2 separate regions of the Mus musculus genome follow, and region 2 is linked to region 1. The links are chromatin contacts, called in public HiChIP or PLAC-seq maps. All regions are on one chromosome and are shown on one strand. The core of a region is the stretch at or near the end of the contact, and the rest is flanking DNA. Distances in the headings are between cores, read along the strand shown. Region 1 has its middle 13 kb from the start of Ykt6. Region 2 overlaps Nudcd3 (NudC domain containing 3).

Region 1 (3,099 bases), core at 567-3,066:
GTTACCTGTGGGCATCAATCACCACACCTGGCTCACAGAAGAGGGTTTCATTTTTGTGATAGTGTACATTTAGAAGGAAGAGCAGAGGATGATGCTAGACACAGGTACAGTGAGGTCCCCTGGGAAGACTTTTGGGCATCTAGGACCATGGAAGCTGTCATCCCAGCTCTGATACTGTGATGGAGGCCAAGGGATGGATGCTTTGGAGCTGGTAAGGGACTCTTTCTAGCTTTCTTCCAGGAGCAATCCATACCTTCAAAACTGCTGCCAATTTCTATCAAATAGGGATCTGATGACAGACCATTTGACAGCACTTCACAGGGATTAGAAGATAAATCTTGCCATTCACACAGGATTTTTTGTTTTTATGGGACCAAGGCGATCTGAGCCCTACAAGACCTCTAAACAAGAGAGCCAAAGTTTCCTTGAACTCAGGTGGGTTCTACTGAATGGGAGAGTAAGTTTCCTGAAAACAATGCCCCCAGCAGGAGAAAGCTCCTCTTTGCCTTCATCTGAGGTCTTAGCCCAAATATCAGATGGTGTCTGTCACTGTTGGAGCCCACACATTGCTCTCTTTGTTTAGGGTTATAGTCTTTGAATTTCGTGAGACAGAGCCAGGGGGCAGGATGCTGTACCTCCTGCAGGTCCAGATCCCCAGGCCTGGCCCATTGCGAGTACCCAGTGCTCAGCAATGGCTCTGCCATCAGGGGCTGTTGCAACCTGGAGATGTGCCTGCAACTGGTTTCTGGTACCCAGCATTGGGCACAAACCTGTGTGGTTTGTCCTTCCCGTCTGTATCTGCTGAATTGCTTTCTAGACCTTTCTGTATCTGGGAGATGTGGTGACAGAAGCCTCTTCCTGTAGGGATGGAATGAAGTACTGAGTGGATGCATGTTGTTGCTATGTCAAAGACCCTAGTGTCTCAGCCCCAGTGTCTCATTGGATCAGAAAAGCCTTCACTGGGAAAGGCCCAGAGCAATGGCGGTATTCCTCTGGTCCATATGTGGATACTGATAGTTTGTGCAGAAAATATCCACTATAGCTTCCCCCCCGCCCGGAAATTTATCATATGAAGACTGCTCCCCTCTTGAGACTGCTCCCCTCTTGAGACTGCTCCCCTCTTGAGACTGCTCCTACTCAGATTAGCTGAACCTGCCTTCTTGTTCATCTATGTGCCGTAACTCTAGCTCCATGCTTAACTATATACACTGCGCTCCGATATGCTGAGGCTTCTCCATTCATCATCCCAGAACACCGATCCCAGCTTTTCTCTATGTCCACGTGTGTGTCTTTTCTTTAGTTCCTCTCTACCCTGGCCAGGTCAATCTCTGGAGCCATGAAATGGTGAGCCACCATACATGTTTGCTTCTGGGGTGCTTGATTTGTTTGTGCCTGCAACACTTGTGGCACATCTGGCAGCCATGAGCGAAGGTTCAAGAGAATCAGGAAAGCCAAGCTGAGCCTTTCTGAGGCTGAAAACCACGGGCCTCTAGGCTGTTGGCCGGGTAACACGACAAACCTTCAGATGTGCTCAGTTTAATTGGGTATCTGGAACAGCACAACACCCCTAATGGGCAGAGCGGCATTAACAAGTCATAGGCTCCAGGGAGATGATGTCTAAGAGAATGAAAACAAGATGAAGTGGGCATCAGCGGTGACCCTGAGTGAACCAGGAGGGAAGAGGTCAGGAGCTCTAGTGAGGCAGGAAAGGAGGCACCCTGAAAGGAGATGGAACCCCAGTGTTATGCAGAAGAGGGCAGACAAGTAGCCTTCCTGGAAAAAGGCCTAAGGGGAGGCTTTTGCTCTGTTCCTTCTGCATTATAAACGCTCCGACCAGACAGCGGGGAGGGGCTCAGCAGTGAGTGCTAGCTCTGAGTTACTCTTGACCAGACAGCGGGGAGGGGGCTCAGCAGTGAGTGCTAGCTCTGAGTTACTCTTGTTGAGATAAAATTGCCCCGACAAAAGCTGATTCATGGAGAAAGGCTTATCTTGGCTTGCAGTCCCAAGAGGATACAGTCCTTCCTGGTGGGAAGACAAGGCTGGGATAGTATCGAGACAGAAACTGGAGGCTGGCTGGTCACATTGTATCCACATTCAGGAATCAGAGAGTAAACAGGAAACAGGACAAAGCCCACTCCAGTGACCCACTTCACAGAAGCGCCACCTCCTAAAGGTTCCACAACCTTCCCAAACAGTGCCACCACTGGCGACCAGGAGTTCAAACATAGCCTAGGGAGGACATTTCCCATAATACCACAACAAGCTCCTCCCTAAGCCCCCAAGATCTGCTCACAGAACCCCTTCTCCTAGCCCAAGATTTGCTTTCTCTACCAAGCTGCCCCCAAGCCAAGAATTTCCTAGACATCCAGTCCTCCAGATCCATGGAAGTCTGAAGTCACTCTGCCCACTTCCAAGAGGCTGAAGTTCTCCCAGATGGCTTAACGGAGTGGGCTGTGCCTCACCTAAATGTGTTGAAGAAGCTATCTGCTCTACCTGCTGACTTTCTCCAGACAATCTCAGCCAAGGTGGCCTCTTAGACTTCCTGGATGCTCAGGATTTTTGCAGCCATTTAAAAGATGTTGTAGAGCTGGGTGGTGGTGGACACACCTTCAATCCCAGCACTCAGGAGGCAGAAGCAGGTGGATCTCTGAGTTTGAGGCCAGCCTGGTCTACAGAGTGAGTTCCAGGACAGCCAAGGCTATACAGAGAAACACTGACTCAGAAAAAAGAAAGTGTGTGTGTGTGTGTGTGTGTGTGTGTGTGTGTGTGTGTGTGTGGTGTGTGTGTGTGTGTGTGTGGTGTGTGGGGTGTGTGTTTGTGTGTGTGGTGTGTGTATGTATGTGTGTGTGTGTGTGTGTGTGTGTGTTTGTGTGTGTATGTGTGTGTGTATACATGCCACAGCATGCCTGAGACTGAGAACAACTTTCAGGAGTCAGTTCCCTCCTTCTATCACATAGGCTTTGGGGATCAAACTCAGGTCATGAGACCTGTCAGCAAATTCCATTCTCTACTGAGCCATCTCACTGGCTTTGCCACCTTATTCTTTGAGACAAGGTTTCTCACTGAGTCTAGAGTTTGCCTATTTGGCTAAATCAACTT
Region 2 (3,246 bases), core at 605-3,104, 240 kb after region 1:
ATCAGTGTGCACTACCTCCCAAATAAATCTAATTCAAATCCTAACTACCCACCCGGTGACTGACCAACTCCAGGAACTGGGCCTCTCATAACATTATGGCAAGGATACAACCCTGTACAGCTATCAGAAGGGATTTGGACAGCACTACCTTGTCATCAGCACCCCACTCCTGGGAATTCATCTTAAGAATACATTCCCCCCAAATTAAAACAACACACAGTATGAAGTTATCACTGTTATAACACATGTCCCAGCAAAACACTGGAACAACATGTAAACTGCCCTGCATAGAAAGCTGGCTGGTCATTTTGCCATGCACTGCACACATTATTACACGGGGCCAATGCTACAGTCATAGGAACAGACCTCCAGTGAGGGAGGATTGCCAGAGCCTGTGGTCAGCTGAAAAGTCAAATGTTGAGAACATAGAGAGTATATGATTTTTTTTATAAGAAACAAAAATAAGAAAAAGCTTGTGCATATATGGATGCTGTATTATTTACCTCTGAAGGGGGGAAAAGACAGAAATTCACCAGAATTCACTAAAACTCAAAAGGTGTTCTCTAACTTGAAATGCCAGGGTGAAAGAGAAACCTAGGGAGGCCCACCCGGATGGAGGGGTGGGGGAAGGATTGTGGGAGGGAGTAACTGGGAGGGAGGCAGTGAGAGGGATGTAAAGTGAATAAGTAAAATAATAAAATTTAATTTAAAAAAAGAAACTGTTCTCTAGAGAGCAAGAGGCAGAAAGAATGTAAAGCAACAAATGTGAACTCACACTTTGAAATGTTTTTACTTGTGAACTCCAAAAGTGATTTACATATTCAAAAAGTAAAGAACAACAAAAACCTCCAAAGTGTTACAATGGTAGAAATGAACCTGACAGTGTGTGAAATCGAAACCCAATGCTATCACGGATGGATGGACAGCAGATGCTGTCACGGATGGATGGACGGACAGCAGATACTCATATGCTCAGCTTAGCCGGCACACTCACTTTCATTGCTCCCGCTCCCTATGGCCTGTCTAGCTGGGAAGCTGTAGCTCATCTCCTAGCTCTGTAGGTAAATAGTTCCTTAGAAGCTGGGTTACAGGGTCCCAAATGCAAAAACTTGCAAAACTATTTAACACAGAGCCAAATTTATCAAAAATCTGTAGTACTTCCTCCTCACAATACCTCACAGCAAAGTACAAGGTAGCCAGCAGCCTGTTAGCACACTCCAAGTCTGCTCTTCCAGCACAACATGGAAACGGGTACCCATGTGGGAAGTGAGGAGCTTGAAACCTTCACGGCACTAACAACACTCTGCCACATGGTCATTTTAAACACCTAGCACAATTTTGGAAATTGAATTATAACTGCAAATATCTGTGTTGGGGATGGATTGTGAGGGTATCAGGAGACCTCTTATGGACAGAAGTGTCTGGAGCCAAGTAGGTACAAGGGTACACTCAGGCCCAGGCAGGGCAAACAGGTCCACATCACAGCTACCCCATTTCCAGGAAACATTTTAAACTCTTATTGTTCTAATTTTCCTTAACCTTATTTCTAAAGAAATGCTCAAATTCTCATAATCATTTGTAGTCAGCCACCATTCCCCCATAACTCCATTGGAAAAAAAGTTGCAAGACTAGAGATCAAGACAGCTGGAGCAAGATTATCCAGCAAAACTCTTCCCACCCACAGGCCCGGCTGATGAAGCAGAACACTATGCAGTCATTCTAGAAAATGCAGCCAGTAACTACCCACCAAGGCTAGTGAGGAGGAGGAGCAGCAGCAGCAGGAACTGACACTGGCTAACAACTACAGAAAGGGGAAATTTTCAACTACAAGAGACAAAGGAGCGGCAGGAGAGTCCTTTAGCTCTGTGGAGCTCTAGCAGCAGCTAACAGGAAGCTCTGGGTAAGCCAAGCAGGGGGTGGGGGTAGGGAGAACACAGTGAACTGCTGCTACCCAGGACCACCAGGTTACAAAGTCCCCAAGAGGAGAGCACATGACCAGCCCACTGATGCAGACCCCTGCAGGTCACAGGAAGAGAGCACTGGCCTCCCAAGGAGAAGACTCTAGTCTGCACTTTGATGGGTTTGGCCACCTACTGAAGGCTGAAGGGAGTCCTAGTATGTTTCCTTCTCTGCATTCAACAGACCAGAGATGCAAGAAAATTGCCTGAGGTCTTCCCTAGATCCCAATAGCAGACAGTACTGCCACTAAGAGACCAGAATCCACAACCCTAGTGAAGAACGGGTAGATGAAAAACAAACACTAGGCAGCAGAAGGCGCTGGAAGGAGGTGAGTCCTTTCCAACGCACACACAGCACAGCACAGCACAGCGGTTCCACCCGCAGATCAGTGGGGTTTGCTTTCAGAGGCAGACTGTGCCCAGACACAATCAGCTGCTCATTTAACTCTGGGACAGCACAACACCCACTCTAAAACTCCCACTCGTGGGTGGCCAGGAAGAACCCTTCCTTTGTCTCGTCCTGACTTGAACTGCATGAGAACTCAAGGGAACAAAGAGCCAGTAAGTCAGAAGCTCCTGACCGCCCTAACAGAGCCAGTGGAGACTGGGCAGAGGGCTTGGGCTGAGCTGACACCCTCAGCCTCATTGCCTCAAGACTCTGAAACAAACGTTTACTCATTCCACATTGGTTGAATCCAATAAACAAACCCAACACATCTGTGAAACTGAGCACATATACATCCTAAGGTTATAGCTGAACTCACAAGGCTGAAGACAATACGAGGTAAAAGGAAACAGCGATAAGAAAGCGCAGGGTGAGGTGTAGGTAGGAGAGGCTGCTACAGGCCTCAACAGCTTCGCAAAATGTCTGAAGCAGGGCCCGACACCCAGTTTCTCCCCTAATTGGGAGGGATGTTCATGGCACACCATATGCTAGAGCATATCTACTATGAAAAGGGAAAGAAAGCCAGCAACCTCCATGGACAGCAACCTCCAGACAGATCTCTAAAGGGAAAAGCAGCTCCTCACCCTGTGGCAGGTTCTCAGGAAGATCCCAAAAAGGCACTGTCTTGAAAGGAGGTGACAGCTCCATCCATGCATGTTACTACCCCAAAGACCTTCCAGGAGAACAAGCTATGGAGGTGGAGAACAGTAATATTGATATCCTAATCCGGTATATACGTGGGTGGGTGTTAGCTTTACACACACACAAATACAAATTTAAAAATACATATATCAGAAACAGCTTTCAAGTAATGATACAAAGAAAGACAACAGTGTCCTCTTC

What was found. HiChIP or PLAC-seq counts read pairs in DNA pulled down with a chosen protein or histone mark.
Region 2: a contact with region 1 is called in an H3K27ac HiChIP or PLAC-seq map of embryonic stem cells, with 12 read pairs. The contact joins two enhancer-like sites. A contact is called at or near these places in 17 of 39 promoter capture datasets (3T3-L1-derived adipocytes, the C10 cell line, the HPC-7 cell line and 10 more), 6 of 484 Hi-C or Micro-C datasets (the G1E-ER4 cell line, the HPC-7 cell line, embryonic stem cells and 2 more), 15 of 115 datasets of contacts at active chromatin or transcription factors (the HPC-7 cell line, astrocytes, bone marrow-derived macrophages and 7 more) and 4 of 9 other capture datasets (adipose tissue, embryonic stem cells, liver and 1 more).

Annotation. Positions count from the first base shown.
Region 1 is chr11:5,941,430-5,944,528 of GRCm38.p6, forward strand. It overlaps a transcript of Gck not described here. Among named protein-coding and RNA genes, the nearest start is that of Ykt6, 13 kb to the right of the region's middle. Within about 2 kb of position 1,817, at least 9 of the 459 cell types and tissues checked have an H3K27ac peak or open chromatin away from gene starts, as enhancers often do. A contact at or near this core is called in embryonic stem cells and pancreatic islet, where this site is marked.
Region 2 is chr11:6,177,032-6,180,277 of GRCm38.p6, forward strand. The region is part of intron 2 of Nudcd3 (NudC domain containing 3); the gene reads right to left. Among named protein-coding and RNA genes, the nearest start is that of Nudcd3, 22 kb to the right of the region's middle. Within about 2 kb of position 1,855, at least 180 of the 459 cell types and tissues checked have an H3K27ac peak or open chromatin away from gene starts, as enhancers often do. A contact at or near this core is called in embryonic stem cells and pancreatic islet, where this site is marked.